Linked DNA regions of Mus musculus: regions 1, 2, 3, 4 and 5 are each linked to region 6. A link is a contact called in public Hi-C, HiCAR-type and HiChIP or PLAC-seq data. All regions are on one chromosome and are shown on one strand. The core of a region is the stretch at or near the end of the contact, and the rest is flanking DNA. Distances in the headings are between cores, read along the strand shown.

Region 1 (4,033 bases), core at 536-3,035, 420 kb before region 6:
GCTTTGTAGTCCTTTCCTCGTTGATATGTACAGTGTTCTGTCTATTCATGATCACTATAGCATGCACAGCCCATGGTGTTTATTTTGGCTTGTACTTTTTTAGCTTTTCCACTCCTGACATTACATTGGTGAACATACTAGTACATTCATAGTGAGCTCATAAGAGTGAGGTGGATAAAGACACATGTGATTGCTCTGTCATTTTTCATTATTACAGACTCGAGGTTGCACTAGACCACAGCTGTGATTAGGACACTGATTTACTTATATTATCAGTATTAGATATGATAAACCTTTTAAAATTCATGATTGAAAAATAACATCACTTTATTCTAGCCTATATCCTCTTGTTTTTGAGGATTTTGACTATCCTTTCATGTGATTATAAATCAGTTTTGTGTGTGTGTGTGTGTGTGTGTGTGTGTTTGAGATGAGGTCTCAGGTAGTCCAGACTGCCCTCCAACTCCCTAGTAGCTAACAATGACCTTGAACTTCTGGTCATCCTACCTCTATCTCAGATTATAGGCAGTACTACCATGCCCATCTTTGTATTGTCTTTTCTGAAAAGATTACTTACTGTCAGTGAGTTTTGTCCTTACATCCATTACAATTATTTGATTCAGTATGATCTAAGTGTCTTTGTTTCTTCTGAACATTAATTCGGCTTTCCTGAAGTGTACCTTTATGCAATTCATTCAGTAATAAACATTTGCACTATTTGTTATCTGCATTGTATATGTGGGGGTATATTTTCAGCATTGACATCTTTGGGTACAGGGGCTTTCTATTCCTCCTAGGACCAAGTAGGCAGCACAAATGTGCCCTGGGATCAGTGGGAATTGGTTTCAGATATCCTCTGCAGATAAACGAATGTGTGCATGTCCAAATCCTTTATATAAATTGGCACAAGTATTTGCATATAACATGTCCATCATCTCTGGGTTACTTATAATAGCCAATACAATATGCATACTGCATAAGTAGATGCTACACTATATTGGATAGGGTGTAATGAGTATTTTCCCCCTTCAATTAGTTGATTCTGTCAGTGTGGAACCTACATATGCAGAGAACCAGTGATATGTGGTCTTGCTTGTCAGGTAGATGTCTGCATCCTGTTGTGCGTGGTTTGGTCTAACATGGTAAAACAGAGAGGAGTCTGCCCCTCTGTGGCTTCCCCTTTGCTCTTTTATCTGCAGCCTGGATGGCAGCACTCTAGAGCTGCCCAAGTCTTTTTCCAACAATTGCCTCTCTATATACATTTCACTCATAGTTTCCATTTTCAATTTGGTCCCTGTTCTTTCACCCTCTCCATATAGACTCTTCACCAAGGAAAGCTGAATTTGTTTTCTATTGTACACAAGAGTGATTTACCTGTTTGCATGCATTTTCTCCTTTATTGTCAGGCCTACTGAATGTTCCACATGTATCTATTCTGACAGCCATCTTAAATTGAAATTCCTTCATGGTTTAAAAATGCCTAGGAAAGGCCAAGCAAACACACAAATCTTTAACTTTTACATTATCCTTTGAAGTAAAGCTATTTATCTAAAATATATATTTACCCAACCACAGCTATGCTCCTGGCCCTGGGCTTGATGCTACAGCTGGAGGAGGGACTCAGCCCAGCTCTTGCTCTAGAAAAGTGCGGAGCCTAAGTGAGAACGAGCGGAAAACACGCATCAAGTAAGTATGCTTAAAATACATCACATCAGGACTGTTACCCCAGGAAAGGTTCTGCCAAAAACTCTTGTCTAATTAGTCATTTTAATCAGGTCTCTTCCAGGATAATAACTGGAGCTACACTTCATAATGAGCAAATTCATATTCATCATTCTATTTATGCTGCAAAACAACCTGGAGGTGAGAGCTATTTTTACCTCACTTTACATATGAGAACTATTTTCATGCTCTAAGCATAGTTTTATCTCTCCCCTAGGACAGCAAGCTACCAGCAACATGCAGTAGACTGGAGCTTTATAGTAGCCATCCTGTAGGGAGACCTGAAGGTTCCAAGTGACTCTAGGCTTGACTCTCCTCCCCAACTTCTGAGCGGTCTAGGCCCGCGTTTTTCTGACTGTGTTGTTCCTATCCTGCATATTTCATTACTGAATGCTGTGGGTCAGGGGTCCTGTTTTGATCCCCACCCTCCATTTTCTGAAACACATAAATATTCAGATGTGAACATGCCAGGAGTTCAGCTCCTTGGCTGGCTGCAGTGTCTAACTTTACAGGTCGGCAAACCATAGTTGGTTTTATACGGCCATAAGCACGAAGAATAAGTTTGACATCTTTAAAGTGTGTTATAAACAAACATAAAACCCCAAAGGAATATAAAAGGTAGAGACAATAACTAAGTCTCAGGACCTGAAGTGTTTACTATCTGGTTTACATAGTAAACACTCAGCTCCCTGCCCTAACCACCTCTCCTGCACAGACCACGGAAGGAGGGTGCAATCCAGTGATCTGTTGAGAATGCATCCTTATGAAGATGTTTGCCTGAAAGACTGGCCAGAAGTGATGAAAGTTTTGTTTAAAAATCTGGGGAGGAGATGAAATTTTAGTTTATCTTTCTGTGTTCCTTCGTGTCCTTGTCCAGTGTCCCTTATGTCTCAGGCACAAACATCTTTTTATTAGGGTTTGCTTGGGACAAAATGAAGACTTAGACCTGCTAGATTTCCAGATATCAGGTCCTAGAATTATCTGGAATTTTTTAATAAATGGAGGGAAGAATGAAGGTTTACCCTTCATAAAGGTTATGACAGAGTTTGTGTCGTGAGAGTAATGTTGTGACAGAAAGAGCTAGCATCTTGATGAGTTAGGCATGTTATGTGGTTATGAGAATGGCCATAACTTTCTGAACTGATCTCTTATATAGTGATTATGGTGTGGAGAGGAGAAATTTTCAAGTCATCCTCTTGAAGGCCCCCTTACTTTCCTTTTTCCTGGTGTGGGTCACATCTCCTGAGGTGCATGCATTGAGGCCTATGGAAGGGCCAGAATGCTTGAGTGTCTCCAGATATGCTAACTTTGCATATGTGGGCTTATATAAGAGTGGTATGATTTTGGACAGATTTTTAAATGTGTTCTTCTATCTACACAAACAGCCTCCATAGATGACTAGGGATCAGGAGTTGAAACTTAAGTAATAAGAAAGTCGAATGATTCAGTTTCCTGTAATGAGTATTTTTGTTGTTTCCCTCAGCTTGTTCTTAAAATCTGCCCCAGGTTTGGGGGGATTCAAATGCCTCTGGGCCATCACAATGCCCAAAGGCACCAAACTTCTCATGAATGGTCTTGGAAAGTTGCAATCCTTCCCTGACATTCCCATAACAAGACAGCAACGCCCATGGGTAGGTAAAGTGATAAACCACTCTAGAGAGACTTCCAGGGAACAGTGTCTGCTTCATTACCTGTGAGCAGCCACTTACATAGTGGAAACCCATCGACTGTGATGTTCGTTACCCTGAGTTGGAGAGAGAGCACTCATACCACCAGTACAGAAGAAGAAGCACATTAGAGAAGACACGGAGTGAATGGATGAGCAGAGACTCATCTATAGGTCAGCTACCAGCTATCCATGCTACTTCGGAACTCTGTGTTCTGACTTCAGGAGCATGTTGTCCCATGCTTCTTATATAAGAAGCACAGTGTGCCACGCAGGCTGGATGCTAGGCCATGCCTGCATTTTCTCCAGTAAAAAGTGAAAGCAGAAGAGAGAATATAATTTCTTTCAAGCCCTTCTGTGACCCACAGGCCTAAATCTCTGTGAGGAGAGGACCTATGCCCACAGGACAGAGAGGGAAACAGGGTGGCCACGAGCGTTGTTCCTCCCACTTGAACTCTAGACTTTCCGCCTCTAGATCAGTGCTTCTCAGCCTTCCTAGTGCTGCAACCCTTTAATGCAGTTCCTCATGTTGTAGTAAACCCAACCAAAATATTATTTTCCTTGCTACTTCATGACTATAATTTTGCTACTATTATGAATTATAATGTAAATATCTGTTTTACAATGATCTTAGAACCCCCTCAA
Region 2 (4,176 bases), core at 811-3,310, 360 kb before region 6:
TCAACAAGCTGAAGTGTCCAAGTGAAGACACCTCAGTCGCACTTGGGAGAGAGAAGAAAGCAATCACAAGTTTGGAGAAAGGGGGGGGGGATCTGTGAGGGAAAGTGGGTGGGGTGGAGGAAGTGGGGGGAAGAGGGGAACCTGATCTGGTATTGGGTGAAAGAAAAGTACTGAAGCCCTGAGGGCCAGCAGAAAGAATGGAAACAGGCAACCTCAGGAAATAGGAGGTTGGAGGAAACCCCCAGGATGCACCAGAGACCTGGGAGGTGAGAGATTCCCAGGACTCAAAGAGAGGAACCTTAGATGAAATGTCCAACAGTATGGAGAGGGAACTTATAGAGACCACCTCCAGCAAGAAGTGAGGGATGGGGTTGCCATGCCACAGTCACACCTCTGACTCATAATTGTTGCTCTTTGAATGAATTACAGGGATGGAAATGGAGATAAGCCTGAGGAAAAGAAGGTCCAGCGACAGGCCTAAAGTGGGATCCAAATCAATGGGAGGTCCCAAGGCCTGATACTATTACTGAGACTATGGAGCACTCACAAAAAAAGGATCTATCATGACTGCCCTCCAAAAGACCCAACAAGCAACTGCAAGAGTCATTTGCAGATATTTGCACCCAACCAATGTACAGAAGCAGCTGACCCCTGTTGTTGAATTAGGGAAGACTGAAAGAAGCTGAGGAGAAGGGCAACCCTGTAGGAGGACCAGAAGTCCTAATTAATCTAGACCCAGGAGATCTTATAAGCACTGGACCACCAAACAGACAGCATATACCAGCTGATATGGAGTCCCCCAACACACATACAGTAGAGGTCTGCTGGGTCTGTGTTCATTCAGAGATGATGCACCTAACCCTCAAGAGACTGGAGGCCCCAGGAAGTTTAGCGGTCAGGTGGGGTGGGGGTGGGGACATCCATATGGAGACAGTGTGGGGTGGGGAAGAAGTGTGGGACATGGAGCAGTCGGAGGGTGGACAGGGGTTCAGGGATGGAATATGGAGTTTAAAAAATGAATTAAAAATAAAATAAAAATAAAAAAAACTATGTGTAATATGTATATTTATACATTTATAAACAGAATTACATGTATCATAGTTTCTTTTAGATAAATAATTAATAGTATGATACCTTATGTTTTCTCCAGACATTTTTTATTGGTATTTTACCTCTTTCCTGCTTTCTCCTGCATTTACCCCACCCCCACCCCCACCCCAAACAACTACATTCAGGTTATAATCTCCCTCGAAGGTATGAGTTTGAATCCCATTCCTGACCAATTATTATATTCAAAAGGCAAAATTTCTCTGACTGTTCCAACCACTAAAATTAACTATTATCTAATTTTGATGTGCTACATACACATGGCTACTTCTGTCTGGGCTTGGAAAAATTCTTTTGGGAGAAGGGTGGGAAGGGGGCTGTCCCTGGACTCTTAAAAACCTTAATACTTGTCTTCACAGCCTCTTCAGTCTCTGTTTCTCTCCCCTACTCCAGCCCTGCCCTTATTCCTTTAATGCAGGAGTTGGCAAAGGGTGGCCCTGGCTCACTGCCTGGGTTTGTGCAGCCAATGAGCTAAGAATAGGTTTTACATTTTTAAATAGTTGAGAAAAAAGTTTATTTTGTGACATATGAAGATTATGTGACATTTAAATCTGTTCTCTAAATACAATTTTATTAGAACCCAGCCCTGCCAAGGCCTGTGGCTGCTTTTGCTCTACAAAGACGAGGGCAAATGGTTCTGATAGTCTAAGATCATCCATGCAGAAAAATAGGTTACAGTCCATAGTCAGTGTCTTACAGGAAATTCTGATGACCTCAGGTCTAAGTTAATGTTCATTTTTGCTTGTTCTGAGTTTCATGTGTTGGCTCTGTTCCCAAATCTTCAGCCAGGCCTGCTTCACTTATCTAGCCACAGAGTGACTTAATTTACTCTTTTCCAGCCCCCCTGAGCACTGAACTTGCAACCTGATACTCACTGCCCCACAAGCTGTGCAGCCAAAAGGCTGGTCCTATAGTCCTGCTCCTGCCCATCTCTCCTACCCATTGGCTTTTCTTGTCTTGGGGATACCCAGTGCCTGCATATTTGAAACTGCCTTTCTCTCATCCTTCGGAGACCTCACCCCCGATGGAGACCTGGCCTTTCCTTGAACAATGTGACTAGCTTACTTCCTCCCTGTTCTCTTTCATCTGGCATGCTTGCCTTCTGCCCTAAATGCCATGAGTTTTCGGGCTGTGTCATGTCATTTAACTGACGCCACATTCTGGATAGTTTACAAAGAATAAAGGTTTACCCGGCTTGCAGTACTGGAGGTTTGAAAGTGTAAGATCCATGTAGTAAATTCTTCCTTGCTGATGGAGGGCTCTGCTGAGTGCCACCTTGTTTATGGTATGAGAAGATGGAGCAGGGCATCCTAGCTCAGGTCTCCCTTCTTCTTGTTGTAAACCTGCAGCCTTCACTGTCATGCCTCACTTCACCTTGACCACAGAAGGTCCCACCTCCACCCTAGTCATTTCTACACTCCGACTCCATCACAGTTGGACTGAATTGCAATCCGAGTTTTGCTGAGGACATACAAACCACAGCGGGGTCCAACATTTTTTTCCTTCTGTAAATATTTTAACACAACGAATCAAAACAAAACTGTTTTTAGTTGGTGCAGGGTTTTTTTTTTTTTCTCGTATGATAAAGTATTTGGAGACTTGTGTCACTGTAGGTCTATTAAAGCCACATGGTTTAAACACACCCATGACTAACCCTGTCAACATTCCTCCTGCTCTTCAAATTTGTTTTTTGTAAACAACTTTTAATTCTCCATGGAAATGGAGGAGCAGAGGGGTGCAGAAGACTATGAATCACAGCTATTTACTAATAATACTTCCTGTAAATCCTCACCCAACCCTAGACTCCACCCAATCCTAGACTTGACTTATTAAGTTGCTTCATTTTTCTCCCCATCTCTGTATGGAAAGAGACAACAGCCAGCCAAGAGGGAGTGATGTAGAATGAAGGAGGAGAGAGCTCACACCTGCAGTGAATAATTGACTTTGCAGTATTTGGGGGAATAGTTAGATGAGGAAGTACACTCGCTAGAAGGTCTGCTGGATTGCAAGGCTTTCTGTTACTTCTGCAGTCAGAAATAATAAACCTCTAGGAAGTAATGCTAATTATCATGATTTGATCATTATATATTGTACAAATGCATCAAATTATCACCTTTTGCCTCATAAATATGTACAATTATTGTGTCATTTTTTTATCAAATGAAGAAAGCATTTAAGAAGCAAGAAACAAGTTCACGTACATAGAGATAATTGTGAAAAGGTTGTGTTTAAGTTATACAACCACACAATCAGTACAGTGACTGGGGTCATGAATGCTTACCTACGTTACACCAGCAAGTAAGGAAATATGGAGATCTCTGCCTTAGGAATGATATTCCTCAGCATTGGCCAGTGTGCTCTGCCCGCACCAGAAAACAAGCAGAAAACAAAACCACCAGTGTCAAGGATACAGCACTGGCAACAGAGGACAATGGTCACCTTCTCCCCTGCACAACACTGACATCCTACTCGGTGGGGTTGTTGCTCTCAGAATTCTAAGTGGACTTCCTTGGTTTGAAAGTAAATTGTCCCCCACAGGCTCATGTGTTTGAATGCCTTGTCTCCAGCAGATGGCACAGTTTGAAACCTGAGAGTTTGTAAAGCTTAGATAAAAGGAATAGGGGGGCTGTTTTTTGAAGGTCTTCTTTATCCTGCCTAGATGTTACCAGCACCCCCACTTCCTGACACTTACCTTTCCTGCCATCATTTACTGGAATCCATGAAACTGTGAGCCAATATAAACCCCCTTTGCATATGATTCCCAACATAAACTCCAGATATCTGCTTCCACCAGGTATTTGTCCTAGTCACAAGAAAACTAATATATTCATCACTCCAACTCATACTTGACAACATTGACCTTGTGTGGGTTTCCTCTTCTCGGAGAGAAAACAGTTAAATCACAAGAGACAATGCTCTAGTGTCTCTGGCATCCCCGTGGCTTTTATCCCCAGGACTGAATCCCACCATTCCACTAAGTATAAAGAGCTTCACTGTGTTTGTCCAATGGCTCTGCACATACAGATGACAGTTTTCATCTCTGAAAGAACCAACTTTGTCCCAAAAGTA
Region 3 (4,430 bases), core at 1,033-3,532, 490 kb before region 6:
GGTTTTTCCCAGGGAAGGACATTTCACAGCATTCTGACAATGATAGTGCTTGCAACGACACCTTCACTAGGGCTGCTTAGTTGTGTCTACTTCTTTAAACCTAAATCTCATGTCAGGACTCCAAAGATAAACTTTGATGGATTTGACTTGTCCCTCTTTGCAGTGAGGCCCCATGGAAAACACCTCTTTCATCTGCTTTTAATTGTTGCTTCTTTAACTGTTGAGGACAGATGCTCAAGCCCAGCTTACCAGGCCAGCCAGGGCGTAGGATCTGCCCGTCACAACTGCTAACACTGTTTTTCATCTATGCTCCCTTCTGAGCATTTATTCACCCTCATGGTAAATGGTTAGACTTTAACTGGTCCCTTCATCCCTCTGTGCTACTACACACTTCATTTCTTCACCCAATCTTATTCTATCTTTATATCCCAAGAAATGTTTCAGTGGTGAGTGTCTGTCCTTTGAGAATTTAATACACACACCTCGGATTCCTCCCTTCTTCCTCCTACCACATTCCCCTCCCATCTCCCAATTTTATGTGCTCCTTTCCTCTTCAAACCCACTGAGCCTACACAGTGTTTTCTGTGTGAGTATGGATGTAGAGTCATGCTAGTGGGTCATGGGAAGGTACCTAGGGGCTGGATTCCAGAAGGAAACTGGAAAAGTGATGGCTCCAACCCCCAGCAGTTATCAGTTGCCAATAGCTCATTCATGTGGAGAGAACTTCATGAGGTTGTCCTCATGTCTGCTGAGGTTCCGGCCAGCATGATCTTGTACAGGGCTTGGTTAAGCAGTCCCAGCTGCTGTGAGTTCCTACATGCAGTGGTGCTATCATGCCTGACAAACACTTGTTTGCTGAAGATGTCTGACGACCCTAACTCTTAGGACCCATCCATGACAACTTCTGAGATGATCTCCAAGCCTAGGGAAGGGAAAGAGCAGAGAACTGTTTGTGCTCAGCATCTATCACTACTACTCTCTCTCTCTCTTTCTTCCTTCCTTTCTTTCTTTCCTTCCTTTCTTTCCTTTCTTTCCTTTCTTTCCTTCTTTCTTTCCTTTCTTTCCTTCTTTCTTCTTAAGATTTATTTATTTTATGTGTATGAGTACACTGTTGCTATCTTCAGACACACCAGGAGAGGGCATCAGATCCCATTATAGATTGTTGTGAGCCACCATGTAGTTGCTGGGAATTGAACTCAGGACCTCTGGAAGAGCAGTCAGTGCTCTTAACCGCTGAGCCATCTCTCCAGCTCCCTATTACCCCTGTCTTAATTGCACTGTGCTCTCACCTAGAGGGTTTGCGCTTTCCTCATTGCATTTGACAAGATGCCATATGTATCCATTACTTATCTTCTTACTGAGACAAAACACTTGATCAAAACATCTTAGGGAAGGAAAGATTTATTTGGGCTCATAGTTCAAAGGAATCTTGGGGGAAAGGCATAGCAGCAGGAGCTTGAGACAGCTGGTCACATAGTGTCCACAGGAAGCGCAGAGCTGGCTCGTATCCAGTGCAGGTGCCCAGCCTATGGGATGGCACTGTCCACAGTTAAGGTGAGTCTTCTCACCCTGGCTAAGCTTCTGGATGACCTCTCATGAGCATGCCTGGAGCTCTGTTTCCTGGGGGAGTCTAGATTCTGTCAAGTGAGCAATCAGTAGTATCCATCATCCCATATTACTTTGCTCAGTCTGTCACTCTCTCCAGTTCCAACCATGATCCAGTCATCTCCAGTCACAATATAAGATGACACTGTGTCCATTAGTAACATCTGTACCTAGCAGACATATACTGATGTTGCAAAAAGGTGTTTGCTTCAGCAGTGTGCAAGCCTGGTCTTGTATTTCCTACTATCTCTAATCAGCCCTTGCCTTTGTCACCTCTGGCCCTGCTCTTAGAGGTATAATCTGAGTGACCAGGTTTTTGTCAGGTGAGAAGATTGAAGAGGCACCCCAGAGAAAGTGAGGGCTTTTAATCCCTTGTGACCACTTTGCCAAGCCTGTTCAATTTGCCCAGTGATACTCTAAGTTTTCCTGAGTTCCCCTCCTCTTTCCCTTTGTCAGTATCTGAATGGTGAAGCCACAGAGGAGCAACAAGAGCAATTTCTGCATCTCAAAGACACCAGCCACCTGCCTGCTCTGGCTTACTCAAATCTAATCTAAAAATCTTTCTGTGGTCCAAACAAAGAGCAGCCTCCTGAAGCTGCCTTGCATGCATCTGGCTTGAGCACAAACAGAGGCAGGAAGACTGGGGCCTGACACAGTACCTTCCAGTTTCTAGGGACAGGAAGAAGGAAGTAGGTTTCAATTCACTGCTTTCCATCTGCTCTGTGATCTCTCAGAGGAGTGAGTTTGACAATGTCCTGTCCCTGCCCTGGAATTCTCTAGCTCTGAGCTCACACATCAGGGGACATCTGTGTCTCTTGATGTCAAGTCTTGGTGGCATTTGAATTTGGGTAGCCTTTCTTATGAGGCTCCTTATGCATTGTGTGGCCATTCAACAGGAAAGTGGTGAACTTACCCTTTAGAGTTGGGAACAATGCCATCTGCCTGTGAGAGGTAGGTATTAGTGTGTCCACTTGGTATCAAGGTATCAAGTGGGGCCACTTGTCATGTGCAGCTTCATAAGTGCTAGTTGCTGAGAGGGAGATAAGCCTGATACAATCTTTCCAGGATTCTTTTTCTTTTAAAGATCAACTTGTGCATGCACCTTACAGAAGCCTGTTTAAGCAGCTCTGGGCATGCAGAGGAAATGGACCCAGATGCATACTATTTATCTAGAAACCGAACTCTTCTTGGGCCCCCAGCACTGCTGAATCGAGAAAAGCTGACACTGTTCATGCCAGGTCACCTCTGGTTAGAGATTGAGTCTCCCAGGTAACTGCACAGTCCTTTGAAAAGTCCTTTTCTTCTCAAGAATGACCCAAGTTCTGAGGCAGAGAGAAAGGATGGAGAAGAAATTTTAACCCCAAATTAATGGGTGTTTGGTCTGAGATCTTCTATGGAGCTACTAATTTTAATCATCTCTGATCATTTGGGGGGCATTGCCATAACTGTTGTTCAGTAGACATTCTTTACTTGTGCAGATTTTAATTTCATGCCCAAATTGATCAGAAAGTTCAGGAAGTTTCCATATAACTCCTGTATGTATCCACTTGCTGCATGGTCTGCTAGCTCATTTGATGAAGCAGTGGCACTTTTGTTACACTGGATGAGCCTGCATTGACACATCATAATCACAGTCTATGTGTTTTCATAAATGTGTAATGGCATGTTCCCAACATTGTTGTATCACACATGATAGCTTCACTGCTCTGATATTCTCCGTGAGTCCCACTTGCTCATCTCTGCTCCTTCTTAAACTCTGATCTCTTCTATTTATCCATACTTTTTCCTTTTCCAGAATATGAAATGATCGGAGACATACAGCACAACGCCTTTTCAGCTCACTTCAACCACCTACTAAGACGCTTTAAGTCTCCTCCATATCTTCTCACGACTCAATGGCTCATTTCTTCCTAGTATATAGTGATGTTCCATTGTCTGGATGCACCACAGTATATGCACCAATCCTCCTCTTGGAGAGCACCTGGATTGGTTCCCAGTCTGGGAAACAATGAGCAGTGTTGCCATAAATGTCCATGTGAAAATTCTCATATGGATATGAATTTTCATCCCTTTAGGGCAAATACTAACACATGCTATTGTTAGAGAAAACTCTATGACTTTGTTTAGTTCTGTAACAGAGTGTCCAACTGACTTTGAGAGTGGCTGTTCTGTCTTGGATTCCCACCAGACAAGAATAAACCTATTCCTTTGTATCCTTACCAGCATTTGGAGTCTACGCTGATCTCATTGGCCTGTAGTGCATGTCGCTGCCGCTTTAGTTTGTGATTCCCAATGACATGTGAAATAGAACACCTTCCCAAATGGCTATTTACCATTTTAATGTCTTTTTTGATGAGTTATCTGTCATAGGTTCCACCCATTTTAATCAGATTGTTTATCTTTTATTGTTGACTTTTTAGCCTTCTTTGTATATTTTAGATAATAGCGTTCTATCAGACGTCCTTTGCAAATACTCTTTCCCAGGCTGCACTTGTCTTTTTCACTCTCTCGACTTTGTCTTTCACAGAGCAGAGGTTTTTAATTTTAATGAAGTCCTGCTTATTAATTCTTTCTGTCATGGATTGTGCTTTTGGTGTCCTTTCGAAAAAGTCTTTGCCAAACCCAAGGTCATTTACATTTTCTCTTACTTTATTTTTACTGGCAGAACTGAATAGTGAACTTAAAACCCTGTGCATGCTAGGCAAGCCCTCTGCCACTGAGCTCCAGCCTGCAGCCTTCTCCTATGTCACCTTTTTAGGAACTTTGTAGTTTCATGTCTTATGTTTACTGTAGAATGCATTGTGAGATAATGTTTTAGATTTGCC
Region 4 (4,086 bases), core at 570-3,069, 390 kb before region 6:
CAACCAACCAACCAACCAACCAACCAATATAGCAAGAGAAGAATACACTCTCTCTGAGCCCTCTCTCCATCATAAGAGACTGTGGAGTGTCCAGCCCTAAATGGGAGGTACATTTCATACCCTCGCCCCCAAGAAGCAAAGATCTTCCCAGAAGATGGCAAAAGACTGCAAGATCCAGAGGTGGTGAATAATTCCAAAGAAACGACATTTTCCGGACTCAACAAGGTAGTTGTACCTCTGAATTCACAGTGACTGGGACAGCACACACAAGACCCGTGTGCAAGCATAAGCAAGAGGAAGCCTCAGCGTGGAACATGGAGGAGGTCGGGGGCAGAAGGGACACAACATAAAATCCCACTCCGAGCTGAGGACCTGTTGACATAGGATAGCTGCCAGCAGAAGGGGAGTTTGCATTAATGGTGAGACAGACACCCAGTGGGTGGACTACAGTACAGAGAAGGCTCCACTCCCAAGAGCAGTGGGAGGAGTTGGGGGAGGAGATAAATGTAATTACATCTCAAGGAAAACATAAAAATACCACTAACACATACAATATCCACAGAGCAGCCATGAAGAATAACATGTAAACATTATGGCAAATTTTCAAACCAAAACAGTTTAATTTTTAATAAGAAAAAAGGATGAAAATTAAGGAAATGTAAAGGCAAGACAGATAAATACAATGTGAATTAAATAAAAATCACCGTCAAAGCTGAAAGTAGATTAGTTAGAAATCTAAGAAATTCGATAGAACTCTGGGGGGCGGCGTTAAAACACAAGAAAGCAGAGAGTTCAAATAGAGAATATTAAGAATAAATGGCTATGTTCAAAGTTAAGAAGAAGAAATTTATGCTAGTAAATTTGAAACCTAGATTATATATACAAAGTCCAAAAGACTAATTTACAAAAACGAAAAGTGAGAAAAAACTGAAAGGCCGGTACCTCCTATTACAGCACAAATATAAAATGGGCAGTCAGCTCAGCACAGAGAGAATCTCCACTAAGATGGTCATAAATGAGCCCCATCGTACTCAGAAAAGGCCATCCAAGCTTACACATGTGATTCTAGAATGTTGGCAGGGAGGAAATTGTCCTAATTCATTCTCTGACATCTGTGTGAGTTTAAGCATGGTAGCTCAAACCTATAGTCACAGTACTCCAAAAGCTGAGGCAGGGGATTGCAGTGGGTCCCAGCCCAGCCTGTGTGAGTGAGAGAGCCTGTCAAAACAACAAGACAAAGTAGTATATAACCAGCAAGGGGAGGCTATTGCACTAATTTAAGTGGTTTCACATTGGCAAATCTGTACAGACAAATGCAGCCTAGTAGAAAGTTGAAAGATGGCCAATGTTCTTCTTCCCCCGGAAGTACTGGGCCTCACTTATAATCAACAACACTCATGAACGCACCAGATAAAGATGGATGTTAAGGGCCTAAAGTGGGGATAGGAGGATCATCAGTTTACCTAACAGAATCTCCAAAGTGGGACAACGGGCTTCAACAAGAGGTGCAAAGCATCTTGGGTAGGCTTACTAGCAAAACCCCAGCCAGATCCTCACCTCATTATGTATCAGTACAGCCACAATTTGAGAAAGATACAAAAGGCAATCAGCCAAAGCCCAGGCCAAGTTACTAATGACACAGAGAAGAGAAAAGAACATTTTTAACAGAAAAAACAGTGAAACAATTAAAACTGTCTTCAGAAGCACCGTGAAGTATGTAGTGAGGAAAGAGCATGAAGTCTGTCTTTACAGACTTCCGGGATAGATAGGAGAGAGACCAAGAGACGATAACTAGCAACAGCTGTGGGATGTTGCTGCTGGTGAGCATGAGACAGAGGGAGCACGAGGATATTCTTACTGTGCGCAGGCATGTGGAAGCAAGGCACCATGTTCACAAGTGAAACGGCTACAAACCAGGACACGCTATACAAGGAGAAATGTGATCACCTCGGCAAATGCCAAAAATGATCCTCAGGAGTCAGCCTGAAAGAGCTGTTACTGCTCTCAGCTTACTACGAACACAGAGAATGCTCTGGACCTTGCGAGGAGAGGAACTCTGGAAAACAAAAGATAAAGCTACATGCAAATATTGTATTTAATGAAGAATGTTGGTGTGCTTGCCCAACATGAACAATGAAAAATATATTTGAAGTAAAGAATGTTAAAACACACCTATTTTTATAGAAATCAACACTGAACAATTTTACATGCATACATATGCATATATTATACATTATATAATTAAGATATTGCATTATGTTATACTAACTATATTATTATAATATATTATATATACATATATTCTATGATGTAGGATAAAATATAGATGCATTTTTGTTGACTTTACTACAGAAACCAGTATCTTCCCCAAGACTTCCAGGGAGGAGAATAACAGACATGATAGTTGCACTCACTGTCAGTGACCTCATACACTTATATTTCAGAGACAGCAGATCCTATTCCTACACGACCACATTTATCTAATTCTTCACTAGATACAAAGCCACATTTCCACAATTCCAAGTAAGATATGGAATAAATGTATAATTCTAAGCAAGTTCATATCCAGACTCTTGTATTATAACTCTGCATAGCGTCACGTGTTTAGACATCATGTCAGATGCATATGGAAACTCCATTTACATCACTTTACACTACAGTGTCACATAGATTCGTTCATGTCATCATGAAGGAGCAGAAGCTAGTATTTTACATAATACCATATGTGATGGGTAATTATGTAAGTTGTGGATGTTAACTGAAATGCATACTTTTATCAATATAGTATGTATTTATATACAGCCTGTTCTAATTACCAACATAGCAATGCTCATAAAACACTAAACACACACTCATGCGCGTATGGTGTACTAGGCTGAGACTATTTCCTGATTTGCGTTCTAAAAATCCAGATAAATCTACATAACTTGGTTTAAAGAAATCCTTACAGAATCTGGAGCAGGCTCAGTAAGCTTCTGCCCTAGTCTAAAGTCGTGAACATATTTATATACTCTTAACACAATGCAATCAACTTTCTATAATCCATTTTGCAACTATGTCACTTGTAGATGTAGTTAGATAACTCACCAAAGGGTTATGAGTCAGATCGAGAGACAGATAGGTAGAGAGAAAGGTAGGTAGATAGACAGACAGACAGATAGATAGACAGATATATGACAAATGTATTAACTGCTTTTCTGTTAATATGTTAATAAAACACAATGTCCAAAACAACTTATGAAGGAAGAGTTTTGTTGGTTGTGGTTGGTTGTTTTTGTTGTTGTTTTTGTGGGTTTTCTTTTTTTTTTAACTTGTGGTTCCAGAGTACTGAGTCCATCATGATGGAAAGTTATGCTGGCAGGAGCAGGAAGCTGAATGATGATGTGGTTTTTTTTTTGTTTTTTTTTTTGTTTGTTGTTGTTTTTTTTTTTTTAACAACCACAAAGCAAAGAAACTGGCATTTCTTAGGGTGAGGGTATATAATTTCAAAACGTGCCTACAGGGGGATATACTTACCCCAGCAAGGCTTGCACCTCTTCAACATCCCCAAATAACACCTCAACAGGGAACCATATCTGTTCAAACACCTGAGGTTATGGCAACATTTCTTACTCAAACTACCACAAGAGCTATGTCACTGTACTACCATATGCATTGATTTGTTTATTCAGTTTCATATATTACACATTACACATATATTTATGAACCGCCAGTGAAGTATTGTGCTGGCTAGCTTTATGTCTCCTTGAAACAATTGGAAGACAGAACCTCAGTTGAGAAGATGCCCTCATTAAATTGGCCTGTGGGAAAGCCTGTGGTGCGTTTTCTTGATTGGCGGCTGATGTGGGAGTGCCACTCCAGGCCTGGTGGTCCTGGGTGCTGTAAGAAAAGCAACCTAGGCAAGCCATGAGAAGCAACCCAAAAAGCAGCAACCCTCCATGCCCCCTGCATCGTCTCCTGCCTCCAGGTTCCTGCCTTCAGCTCCTACCCTTCCTTCCTTCCTTCCATGACGGATTGTTACATGGAAGTAAATTATACCCTTTCTTCTCCATGGTTTTGGTCATGGTGTTTTATTACAGCAATAGA
Region 5 (4,177 bases), core at 872-3,371, 440 kb before region 6:
TCTTCACTAGAAAGGGATGCAAAGCAGAGGGGCCAGACGCCACTTCACTGATAGCTGTGAATAGAACAACGCGAGGATCCTGGGAGAACCCGGAGGCACAACCTTGCTAATGGTCCCAGCCATGCTTCTGCTGGACACACAGCACTCGGGAGACAGAGGCAGGTGGAATTCTGAGTTCGAGGCCAGCCTGGTCTACAAAGTGAGTTCCAGGATAGCCAGAGCTATACAGAGAAACCCTGTCTTGAAAAAACAAACAAACAAACAAACAAAACAACAACAACAACAACAAAGAATCAGAAAGTCAACGAGTGCAGGATTGTCTGCTGGCTTAATTTCTTGCTGATGTCAGATGGTCTTCTAACATGTTCAGTCTTAGGATGGCAGGGACCAGGACACACATTTGGAACAAAGTACTGAATTCGAGAGAGGAAAATAGGCTAAAGTCCAGCAAGCTCAGTGAACCCTGTCCCACCTAGCTAGTCTGCTTTAACTTCAGCTTTACCTTCAGAGATTTCTGGTTGCACTGCCAATGTGCTGTGTAGGGCTTTGGCCTTATGACCTAGCAGAATCCCAACTGGTAGTAGGTGGCTCAGAAAGGCATTTGTTTGAGCAAAGGTACAACCATGTGTGGGTCAGGAAGGAGTGGGATTGTGGGTAGGAACAATTCTACATCCTTCAACAAGTTTAACAGAAAGGGCAAGGAATTACGTTTCAAGTTCATTCACTCTGCAGGCAGCACAATGCCTTTGCCCAGGGCAACTGTGCTGGAAACACCTTTCTAAGGTAAACAGAACAATCCTTATGCCAAGGATTGACCAGCACAAGTGTCTGCTACAACATTACTTTCAAGGGATATGATATGAACATATCTTCATAGGTGACTATTACACTTCTATCATACAAACATTTACTACTTGAAAATAATATTTAGGAAAGAGTGATAAGCCATACAGAGTCGCACCTTCCTCTGCATTGGAGCAAGCACTGCACTGCCGTGCCCTTCACTGTCATGCATGCTACTTTTAGTAAGGTCACTGTTAAAGGGACTTCCACTCTCTTACATTCTCTTCCTCTAACTACTTTGTCTGCTCCTTTTAAATTATCATTATCAACTCTTGGGTTTTTTTTTATTTATTTATATTCTTTTATCTTTTGGTTTTTCAAGACAGGATTTCTCTGTGAAGCTCTGACTATCCTGGAGCTCACTCTGTAGACCAGGCTGGCCTTAAACTCACAAAATTTTATTATTATTATTATTATTAATTATTATTATTTGGTTTTAACTCTTGACTTTTATCTCATCCTTATGAAGTGACTAATGTTATTATGGTGTTGTTAAATGGCACCAGGTGTGGCCAAGGGGATCCCCTCTTGTCTGGCTACAAGAAGGTCTTTTGAATAATTGCTGATTCTAACACGGCAAGATGCTTCAGCTTCCTCCTCTACTTTTCTGGGCCCAGCTCTCTATGAACTATATCCCCAAGGAACCCTTCCTCTTCTCCACCTTTCCATGTATTTTTCTTCCACTTACCTTCCTGATTCCTCCTCCCCAAGCCCAGGACTCCTGACTTGGACTTAAAGAAGATCCAGACATTGCTTAGCACTTTAGAGACCTAAGGTGCAGATTACCCTGGAAAAGCCTGTATTGGAGAAGACATTCTAAGTGTAGCAATAATGCAGACTTTCCTTCAACACCAAGAGCAGGCAGTTTGAGCAAAATGCAGCTCCTTACCAACCTGTCCTCTTTCTAAGCTGGACTCTTTGAACTCTGGAGAGTGAGAGATTTCTAATCAAGCTGAAGAACCATTTGCAAACCACCATGAACCTGTGGGACAAAACAGTGCCAGCAGGACACAGAAAGCCCCTTCCCAGGAGCACCAGGCAGTGTCAAAGAAGGACTCTAAATGCATGCTGTGTCATCATGAACTCTGTGGAACTTTTAGACATGAAACATCATTACTGTGGTTGCAAGAGAGTATGACTGGTAGACACACTCATTGGAAAGGATCACTGTTCTGTAAGTGTGTTGGCTTGGAGCCAGGGATGGACCACGGATTCAGAGGCCAGAGCAACAGCAGAGGGTTGGAAGGAAAGCTTGCTGGATATACCTGTGACTCACTTTCCAGGAATGTCCCATACTCCTAGGAAGATCAGGGCACAGGATTTACTCTTGTCTGAGCAAGAGGAGTCAAGCACTGGTGAAGGCTTGTTTATTGCCCTTAGTATCACATCAGCAACAGAAACAGGGAGTGTTTGCATAACTAGGAACTAGGGGATGAATGAAAGGAGCTTCCACTTTATTCTAAATCTCCCACCTCACTCTGTCAGGAAAAATATCCTCAGGAAATTTTTCTTCTAGAAAAGTGCCTCTTGACTAAGAGGAATTATCATGGAGCAGGGAACATTTGACAGTCTCTGGGGAGATTTTGCTCGTCATAAATGGTAACAAGGATGTCATCATTGTACCCAACACAGGCCCCTGCAATTACTCATGTCAACGTGTTTATCTATTCTGCCAAGCTGAAGAAATGTGATTTTAAATGCATGGCTCCCATTGATTTAGAAAATTGGTCATAAAAGCATGAAGACCTTTTTGTTTACAGTATACATGGAAAACTCTTTGCCATTTATTTTTGTGATTATCTCTCATACCTATGGAACTGGTGTTATATATTTGAATGTGTCAATGTTTAGACTATGTCAGAATTCAGTATTTCTGCTATAGAAACTTCAGTTCTTACTATTCTAGACTTGTATAAATAGTCACTTCTCCCTGACCACCTTATCTTTTTGACTGACAGGAGTTTATTGTATGATAGGAGGGGTAGAAGGTTTCAATTTACTATTTTTTTTAAAGGATGGTGGTTGTCCAACATACACTGAAACTCTTTGTCCTATTCCCAATTTTCACTTGCTAAAATGGTAAAATTATCATATCTCGATTTAAACCTCAACATAAAATTACGTTGGAACTCTTATTTGCTCTATTGTCCTGTATATCCTAGCTACAGTTTTTTTTTCTGTACCATGTATAGAGAAAATAGATGAAAGATTTAAAAATAAAAGGAAATTTTTGATTATAAAATTACTTTCATGTTAATTTAGGAGAATAAGTGAATTATAAAAATGGTGACTCTTGTCATCCAACAAATATTTACTTTTTAAAAAATTTTCATGTGTGTGTGCATGTGTGAATGTGTGTGATGTGCAAGGAAGGAAGGTGAGAGGGGGAGAGGAAAGGAAGAGAGAGAGAGAGAGAGGGAGAGAGAGAGAGAATTGCAGATGAGTGTGATTGACAGGAATTGATGGTTTTGGAGCTGGTGTTACAGATGGCTGTGGACCAATCAAAGTGGGTGTTGGGAACCAAACTCAGGTCTTCTCCCAGAGTAACAAATGCTCTTAACTGTTGAGCCATCTCTCCAGGCCATATTTTAATTTTTCAAACCCATTTTACATGTTGCCTTTAAATTTGTTGCTGTATTAGTTAGGGTTGCTATTGCTGTTATAAAACACTATGACCACAAGCAACTTGGGGAGGAAAGGTTTTATTTTGCTCATAGTTCATCATCAAAAGCAGTGAGGGAAGACACACAGGCAGGGCAGGAATGGATGCAGAAGCCATGGAGGGATGCTGCTTACTGGCTCCTTCCACTTGCGTGCTCATCCTGCTTTCTTATAGAATCCAAGACCACCATACCAGGGATGGAAACACCCACAATGGGTGGGCCCCTTCCCTGTCACTCATTGATTAGAAAAATGTCCTAACTAATTAAGAAAAAGCTAACATACAGCAAGATTGTATGATGTTGTAGTTGTAGTTGTTGTTGTTGTTAAGTTGAGGTTTCCTCCTTTCAGATGACTTTAGATTATATCAGGTTGACATAATTTAGTACAATTGGCCCCTTTCCAACTTGGCAAACACATCACTGTTAAGCTACAACCTCTCATTCATCCCTAAGATCTCATGTTAAAAACAGTTCTTACAAATTCAAACACATTAAAACTTCAGTCTCTTTAAAATATCCAGTCTCTTTAAAAATCCAAAATCTCTTTTAATTCAAATCAAAAGTCTTTCAGCTGTGGGATCCTGTAAAAATAAGAAATAAATTAAACACCTTCTTCAAGTCAGAAGAATCAGGGCACAGTCACAATCTGAACAAAGCAAAACCAAACCCCA
Region 6 (4,478 bases), core at 632-3,131:
CTCGTCTGTCAGCTCGATGATGCCACCGGTGCGCAGCGCGATGTGAGCTTCGATCTCCTCTCTAGCGCGATCCACGTTCTCTGGCATGCCAGTCACCTCGAAAACTGGCTCCTTGTCTCGGCTGGGTGTCACAATATATGTATGTGTCTGCTGTTGAATGCGCTTGATCGTGGCGCCCTTTGGACCCACCACGAGCCCTACCACGCGGTATGGCACCCTCACTTGGATAGTGGTCTGTCCCGGCAGGTTGGGCGGTCCGGGCACAGCTCCGTTGAGAGCCGTGTTCTTGTTACGAGAGGCTCGGATCATGGAGAAGTGCTCTGCGGCAGAGATGATCTCCCTCCGAGCCATAGCCACATCCTCCTTCCTGCCCGTCACAACAAAGACAGGCTCCTCCCCGCGAACTGGGGTCTTGATGTAAGTGTTGGTCTTCGCCCTCAAAGCTTTGATTTTACAACCTGGAAGCCAGGGTTCAAGGGAGGGAGTAGGAGAAATAGAGAAAGAGACACGCCCATTATCCCAGGATAACCGCGGAGACCCGGGACAGCCCGCGCCCAAGGCAGCTGGGCAGCAGAACACGCGACCAGAGAAAGGGGGCGTCTCCCTCGCTGACCCCGAACCGCGCTAGGAGCTGGACCGCCGGTTCTGTCCTCGAAACGCTCGAGGAATAAATAGCCCATTGGCTGCCTGGCCCTCCCCCGGTAACTGCAGTCGTCCCAAGCAAAGCGCAGAACCCCAGAAAAGTCATCTAGGGGGATGCTGCTGGTATCCAACTGAGCACACTGATTGCCTTGAAGACCAGGGGCTCCCGGGAAGCCGCGATCCCTAGACTCTGGAGGACTAGGGGTGGGGTTAAGAGAATGGCAGTCCTGGGACCCATTGTTCCTTCCCTGGACTCTATTCCATTCCGCTTTGCAGAAATCCCGAATCCTCATCCCTTCGGACGACCCCCCCCCATACTGCCCCCTCCCAAAGGACCACCAGAGGTCCCCTCCCCCAGTATATTATATTTTAAACATCTTTCCTAGAGTGGACTAAGTCTGGAGCACTAGAGGAAAAGGCAGTGATTTTAGCAGGAGAAAGTGCATCCCGCCGCGGCACTGGCGCCGCTGTGGAAGACAGCCTGCCTGCACTTTCTTTGTCTAGTGCGCCGGCCCATCGCGCGGCTCTTCCTCCCTCCCCAAGGCTCCCCCGCGCCACAGCTCCCGTTCCTGCACCCGCCCTCACAGTGAGGCGGTGGCGGAGATCCTACACACCCCTCCGGTCCCCATCCCTGCCGGACCCACCTTGCCTCCCTACGATCTCCGCGACGTGTTCGGAACTGGGTACCGGCACGCACTCGGTCATGTTCACGCTCTTCTTGCGCGGTTCGCTGTCGTACAAAGAGGCGCCCTCATCACTGTCCAGTCCCAACAGGGAGAGCTGATCGAGCGCAAGCTGCAGGGCTCTTTGGTCATCCAGAGTCTCTCCCCCGCCGCTGCCACCGCCGCCTCCCCCGCCGCCGCCTCCCCCGCCGCCGCCGCTGCCGTTGCGCTCCAGGTCTGCAAACAGCGAGCTGGGCATCGCTCCGCCGTGCGCGCCGCGCCCCAGCCGGCTCTCTGCTCGGCAGCTAGAAGGTGCAGCCACAAAGGCAGCCGGGAAGCCGGCAGTCAGGGGCGGGGAGGCCGGTCGGCTGCGGAGGGCTCCGTGGCTCGTTTTTCGGCGCTCGGAGGAGTGGGTCTCTGCGTGCAATCCGCACCGGGCAGTGGCTGCAAGAGCCCCCGCCTGGGTCCCCACCCCAGATCTGCTGGCGGTTGGGGTGGGGGCAGAGCTCGAGCGGCGGCCGCGCGTGCCCCCCGAGTGCCCGGCTGGCTGGCCACAATGCCGAGCGCAAAGCGAACAGGCGAGCGACAGCAGCGTTTCTTTAAGGAGCCCCTCCCCGGCTCCTCCACTCCCTCCCTCCCTCCCTCCCGCCCGCCCTCACTCAGCGCTTTTTCCTCCTCTCCTACCCGCCTCTTGACTGAGCCTCTGCAGCCAGACGGCTCCGGAGGGGGACGAGGGAGGCGCAACGTCACCGGCGGGAGCTGACACTACAATGCTACTGACACTATCGCTGGGGGAGGCGATTGGCGCGCGCCAGGCCGGGGGCGGGCGGAGGCCGGGGCTGAGAGAGCGGAGCCAGCGCCACCCCCATCGAGCTCGCCGCAGCCCGCCCCGGCCTCCTCCCGGCCGCGCCCCTCCCCCGCCGCCGCCGCGAACGCCTCTCTTTGTTGTCTAATGCGGGACCGGCTGGCTCGGGACATTTATATGTACCTATCAGCCGAGGACAACCACTGTCCTCAAGTCTCTTTCCTCTCCAGGTTGAGAAGAAAAGGCGCCCAACTGTGATGCCAGCCGCCAAGCTCCAAAGAGCGGTCCTTCTAAAGTCCCGTTACTGCCCCCAAATAAAGCATCCCTGGAGCCGACGCGACCACTAGGTGGACGGTATACTGTACAAGGTATCTGTACCACAGGGCGGCCCAACCCTGGGACGCGGAACCAAAGGCTCGAGATCCTGGGCCCCATTGGTATTGTGACTGCTGGGCGCGAGCTGCCCACCTGCGCGGGAGCGCACGCCACACAAAAGACACGCCCGCCCACACTGCCACTCGCGCGCGCGCTCACATTTCCGTCCCCTTGGGTAGCACTTTGCCCAAGTGGCCCTGAAAGAACGAATGCCAAAACCAGAAACCGGTTGCAGAAAGGGCCCGACCCGCACCGCTGCAGGTGACCTCTAGGGTCCCGCACATGCCTGGCGCGCGGACTGAGACCCCGCGGGCTCCCACACGCGCACGAGCGCCGCGCGCCCACTGCCGGGACGCCAGCCCTACACTGCCCGGGAACAGTGAGGGCGTGCGCGCCCGCCGCTCCCAGGCCCGCCCCTCCCTGCGGTCAGGCATGCGCAGTGCCTGAGAGGAGCCCAGAGCGCGCCGGCCCCGCCCTCCGCCCAGCCCGGCCCCGCCGGGAGGTGTGTGGTCGGGCCTGGCGCTCTTTGTGCGCTTCTCGGGTTGGGGGAGGCGGCGGAGGAAGGGTGCGACAGGACTAGCGGGCGGCCAAGGCGAACTGCGCCCCCTCCTGGCTTCTCCACCGATAGCCTCCGAGCGCAAGCGAAAAGAAAGGAGGTTTTGAGGGGCGGGCCGGGGCGGGGTTCGGGCCTCGGCGCATCTCCCTCCTGCGAGAGGAGGACGCCCCTTCCCTGCTCAAAGCGCATCCGCTTCTCCGTCCTTTGTTCCCGGAGCCCGCCTGTTTATCCGCGCCCCTGCGCCCTGCAGGCTAGTAGTCCAGGCTTTCCCTAATCCTGTTAAGGTCTGCCGGGAGAGACGCCTCCTGGTGATTCCGAGGCGACTTGTGTACACCGCAGACTGGTTTACTGGAGAACCCCTTCCCCGCTGGGGGCGACCCTGGGGACCTGGGGCAGATCTGAGGGACCCAGAAAAAAGGGATCACCCCGCACCTCGGCTTTTATCCACAATACCTCCCCTGCCCAATGCCTGGGTGGTTAAAAGTGACAATGGTTGGCAGTGCACTTGGGAGCGGACTGTTCTGCCAGCGCCTGCACTTCCAAGCGTGCGAAGGTGATCCCAAGCTCCAAACTCACCTGGAGCTGTCTCGGGGCAGAGGTGCTGATTATTTCCCTAGGGAAATGAGGCTGAGGTGCGGCTTTACTGTGGCTATTTCCTCAGGATGTTTACGTCAGCTTCCCCAAGCTGGCTGTGTTTTTCTTCAAAGAATCAGTTCTATAAGGGGCGGGAGTGGACGGGGTGGGGGTGGGGGTAAGAAAATGGTGGTGCAGAGAGAGTTCGCTGACCAGTAGAGAATTCCTGCTTATGAACTCGGAGTCAAATTGGTTTGTGAATGAGGAAGGAGTGCACTTGAGGACCCTAAACTAGGTACTGGAGCAAAAGCGCCCTGCCTAGAAAGAGTAATGAAAGAGCATTCATGACGGCAAGAAGCAAAAGAGAGCCTGGCCGCGAGGCCCCTGCCTGTCATCTGAGAGGGTGAGGGAGGGCAGGGATTTCAACCAATTCCAGGACAGCCTGGGCTATATAGTGAGTTTTGGACCAGTCTGGGTTACAACGTGATATCCTGATTTTTAAACGTTAACAAAAGAGGCAGTTCTGAAAAGCCCGTTTTCACCTTGCAAGCACAACATGTTAGCTTCCTTTTGGGGTCCACTGCTGTTCCTTTAAAACGAACACGAAACTGATTGTGTACGTGTAACTGGGATGGAGGGTCCCTCAGGAAACTTGCTGCAGGGAGCTTGCCCATAGATTTTTTGCAAGCCTGCCATAACTCTATTCCCCCTGGAACCTGCTTGTAATAAGATTTCAGATGAGTTGCTCCTGAAAATTTGGAGGATTTGGCTCTTCAGGAAGTCCCTGGGGACCCTGTCTCATTAGCAGGAAGGTGAATGCAATGCTTCACCAAGGTGACATGTTTAATGTCACTCTTCCCTGCTG

What was found. Hi-C and Micro-C count contacts between places; a contact is called where the count stands out from the background. HiCAR-type assays count read pairs that join an accessible place to other places. HiChIP or PLAC-seq counts read pairs in DNA pulled down with a chosen protein or histone mark.
Region 1: a contact with region 6 is called in a Hi-C map of cortical neurons, with 3 times the contacts expected there. The contact joins the enhancer-like site here to the promoter of Mex3b in region 6. A contact is called at or near these places in 12 of 39 promoter capture datasets (the 3T3-L1 cell line, the C10 cell line, cranial neural crest and 8 more), 1 of 15 datasets of contacts at CTCF or cohesin (large pre-B cells), 2 of 484 Hi-C or Micro-C datasets (both in cortical neurons), 16 of 115 datasets of contacts at active chromatin or transcription factors (SST interneurons, astrocytes, craniofacial prominence and 13 more) and 1 of 9 other capture datasets (embryonic stem cells).
Region 2: a HiCAR-type map of fibro-adipogenic progenitors shows a contact between it and region 6, with 5 times the contacts expected there. The contact joins the enhancer-like site here to the promoter of Mex3b in region 6. A contact is called at or near these places in 10 of 39 promoter capture datasets (the 3T3-L1 cell line, 3T3-L1-derived adipocytes, cancer-associated fibroblasts and 7 more), 6 of 484 Hi-C or Micro-C datasets (the C2C12 cell line, adipose-derived mesenchymal stem cells, cerebellum and 2 more), 20 of 115 datasets of contacts at active chromatin or transcription factors (the 230-238 cell line, SST interneurons, T-cell acute lymphoblastic leukemia and 14 more) and 1 of 9 other capture datasets (embryonic stem cells).
Region 3: an H3K4me3 HiChIP or PLAC-seq map of neural progenitor cells shows a contact between it and region 6, with 6 times the contacts expected there. The contact joins the enhancer-like site here to the promoter of Mex3b in region 6. A contact is called at or near these places in 14 of 39 promoter capture datasets (the 3T3-L1 cell line, 3T3-L1-derived adipocytes, the C10 cell line and 9 more), 1 of 15 datasets of contacts at CTCF or cohesin (the NIH/3T3 cell line), 3 of 484 Hi-C or Micro-C datasets (cerebellar granule neurons, embryonic stem cells and ventral hippocampal neurons), 15 of 115 datasets of contacts at active chromatin or transcription factors (craniofacial prominence, embryonic forebrain, embryonic hindbrain and 9 more) and 1 of 9 other capture datasets (embryonic stem cells).
Region 4: a contact with region 6 is called in an H3K4me3 HiChIP or PLAC-seq map of embryonic limb bud, with 4 times the contacts expected there. The contact joins the enhancer-like site here to the promoter of Mex3b in region 6. A contact is called at or near these places in 9 of 39 promoter capture datasets (the 3T3-L1 cell line, 3T3-L1-derived adipocytes, the C10 cell line and 5 more), 2 of 15 datasets of contacts at CTCF or cohesin (large pre-B cells and pro-B cells), 9 of 484 Hi-C or Micro-C datasets (B cells, CD4 T cells, CD8 T cells and 5 more), 18 of 115 datasets of contacts at active chromatin or transcription factors (the 230-238 cell line, acute myeloid leukemia, astrocytes and 14 more) and 3 of 9 other capture datasets (adipose tissue, embryonic stem cells and liver).
Region 5: a contact with region 6 is called in a Hi-C map of adipose-derived mesenchymal stem cells, with 5 times the contacts expected there. The contact joins the enhancer-like site here to the promoter of Mex3b in region 6. A contact is called at or near these places in 8 of 39 promoter capture datasets (the 3T3-L1 cell line, the C10 cell line, frontonasal cranial neural crest and 4 more), 4 of 484 Hi-C or Micro-C datasets (adipose-derived mesenchymal stem cells, cortical neurons, embryonic fibroblasts and 1 more) and 16 of 115 datasets of contacts at active chromatin or transcription factors (SST interneurons, bone marrow-derived macrophages, craniofacial prominence and 12 more).

Annotation. Positions count from the first base shown.
Region 1 is chr7:83,285,158-83,289,190 of GRCm38.p6, reverse strand. No RefSeq gene overlaps it. Among named protein-coding and RNA genes, the nearest start is that of Gm29976, 96 kb to the left of the region's middle. Within about 2 kb of position 1,785, at least 2 of the 459 cell types and tissues checked have an H3K27ac peak or open chromatin away from gene starts, as enhancers often do. A contact at or near this core is called in cortical neurons, where this site is marked.
Region 2 is chr7:83,228,500-83,232,675 of GRCm38.p6, reverse strand. No RefSeq gene overlaps it. Among named protein-coding and RNA genes, the nearest start is that of A530021J07Rik, 82 kb to the right of the region's middle. Within about 2 kb of position 2,060, at least 16 of the 459 cell types and tissues checked have an H3K27ac peak or open chromatin away from gene starts, as enhancers often do. A contact at or near this core is called in fibro-adipogenic progenitors, neural stem cells and uterus, where this site is marked.
Region 3 is chr7:83,359,728-83,364,157 of GRCm38.p6, reverse strand. The region is part of intron 1 of Gm29976 (a long non-coding RNA gene); the gene reads left to right. Among named protein-coding and RNA genes, the nearest start is that of Gm29976, 21 kb to the left of the region's middle. Within about 2 kb of position 2,282, at least 16 of the 459 cell types and tissues checked have an H3K27ac peak or open chromatin away from gene starts, as enhancers often do. A contact at or near this core is called in neural progenitor cells and pro-B cells, where this site is marked.
Region 4 is chr7:83,250,939-83,255,024 of GRCm38.p6, reverse strand. No RefSeq gene overlaps it. Among named protein-coding and RNA genes, the nearest start is that of A530021J07Rik, 100 kb to the right of the region's middle. Within about 2 kb of position 1,819, at least 7 of the 459 cell types and tissues checked have an H3K27ac peak or open chromatin away from gene starts, as enhancers often do.
Region 5 is chr7:83,305,180-83,309,356 of GRCm38.p6, reverse strand. No RefSeq gene overlaps it. Among named protein-coding and RNA genes, the nearest start is that of Gm29976, 76 kb to the left of the region's middle. Within about 2 kb of position 2,121, at least 15 of the 459 cell types and tissues checked have an H3K27ac peak or open chromatin away from gene starts, as enhancers often do. A contact at or near this core is called in adipose-derived mesenchymal stem cells and muscle stem cells, where this site is marked.
Region 6 is chr7:82,864,736-82,869,213 of GRCm38.p6, reverse strand. Mex3b (mex3 RNA binding family member B) reads right to left here and starts at 1,881. Exons shown (of 2, transcript NM_175366.3): 1 at 1,287-1,881; 2 at 1-458. The coding sequence starts at 1,563. Gm36584 (a long non-coding RNA gene) reads left to right here and starts at 1,918. Exons shown (of 5, transcript XR_003946820.1): 1 at 1,918-3,672.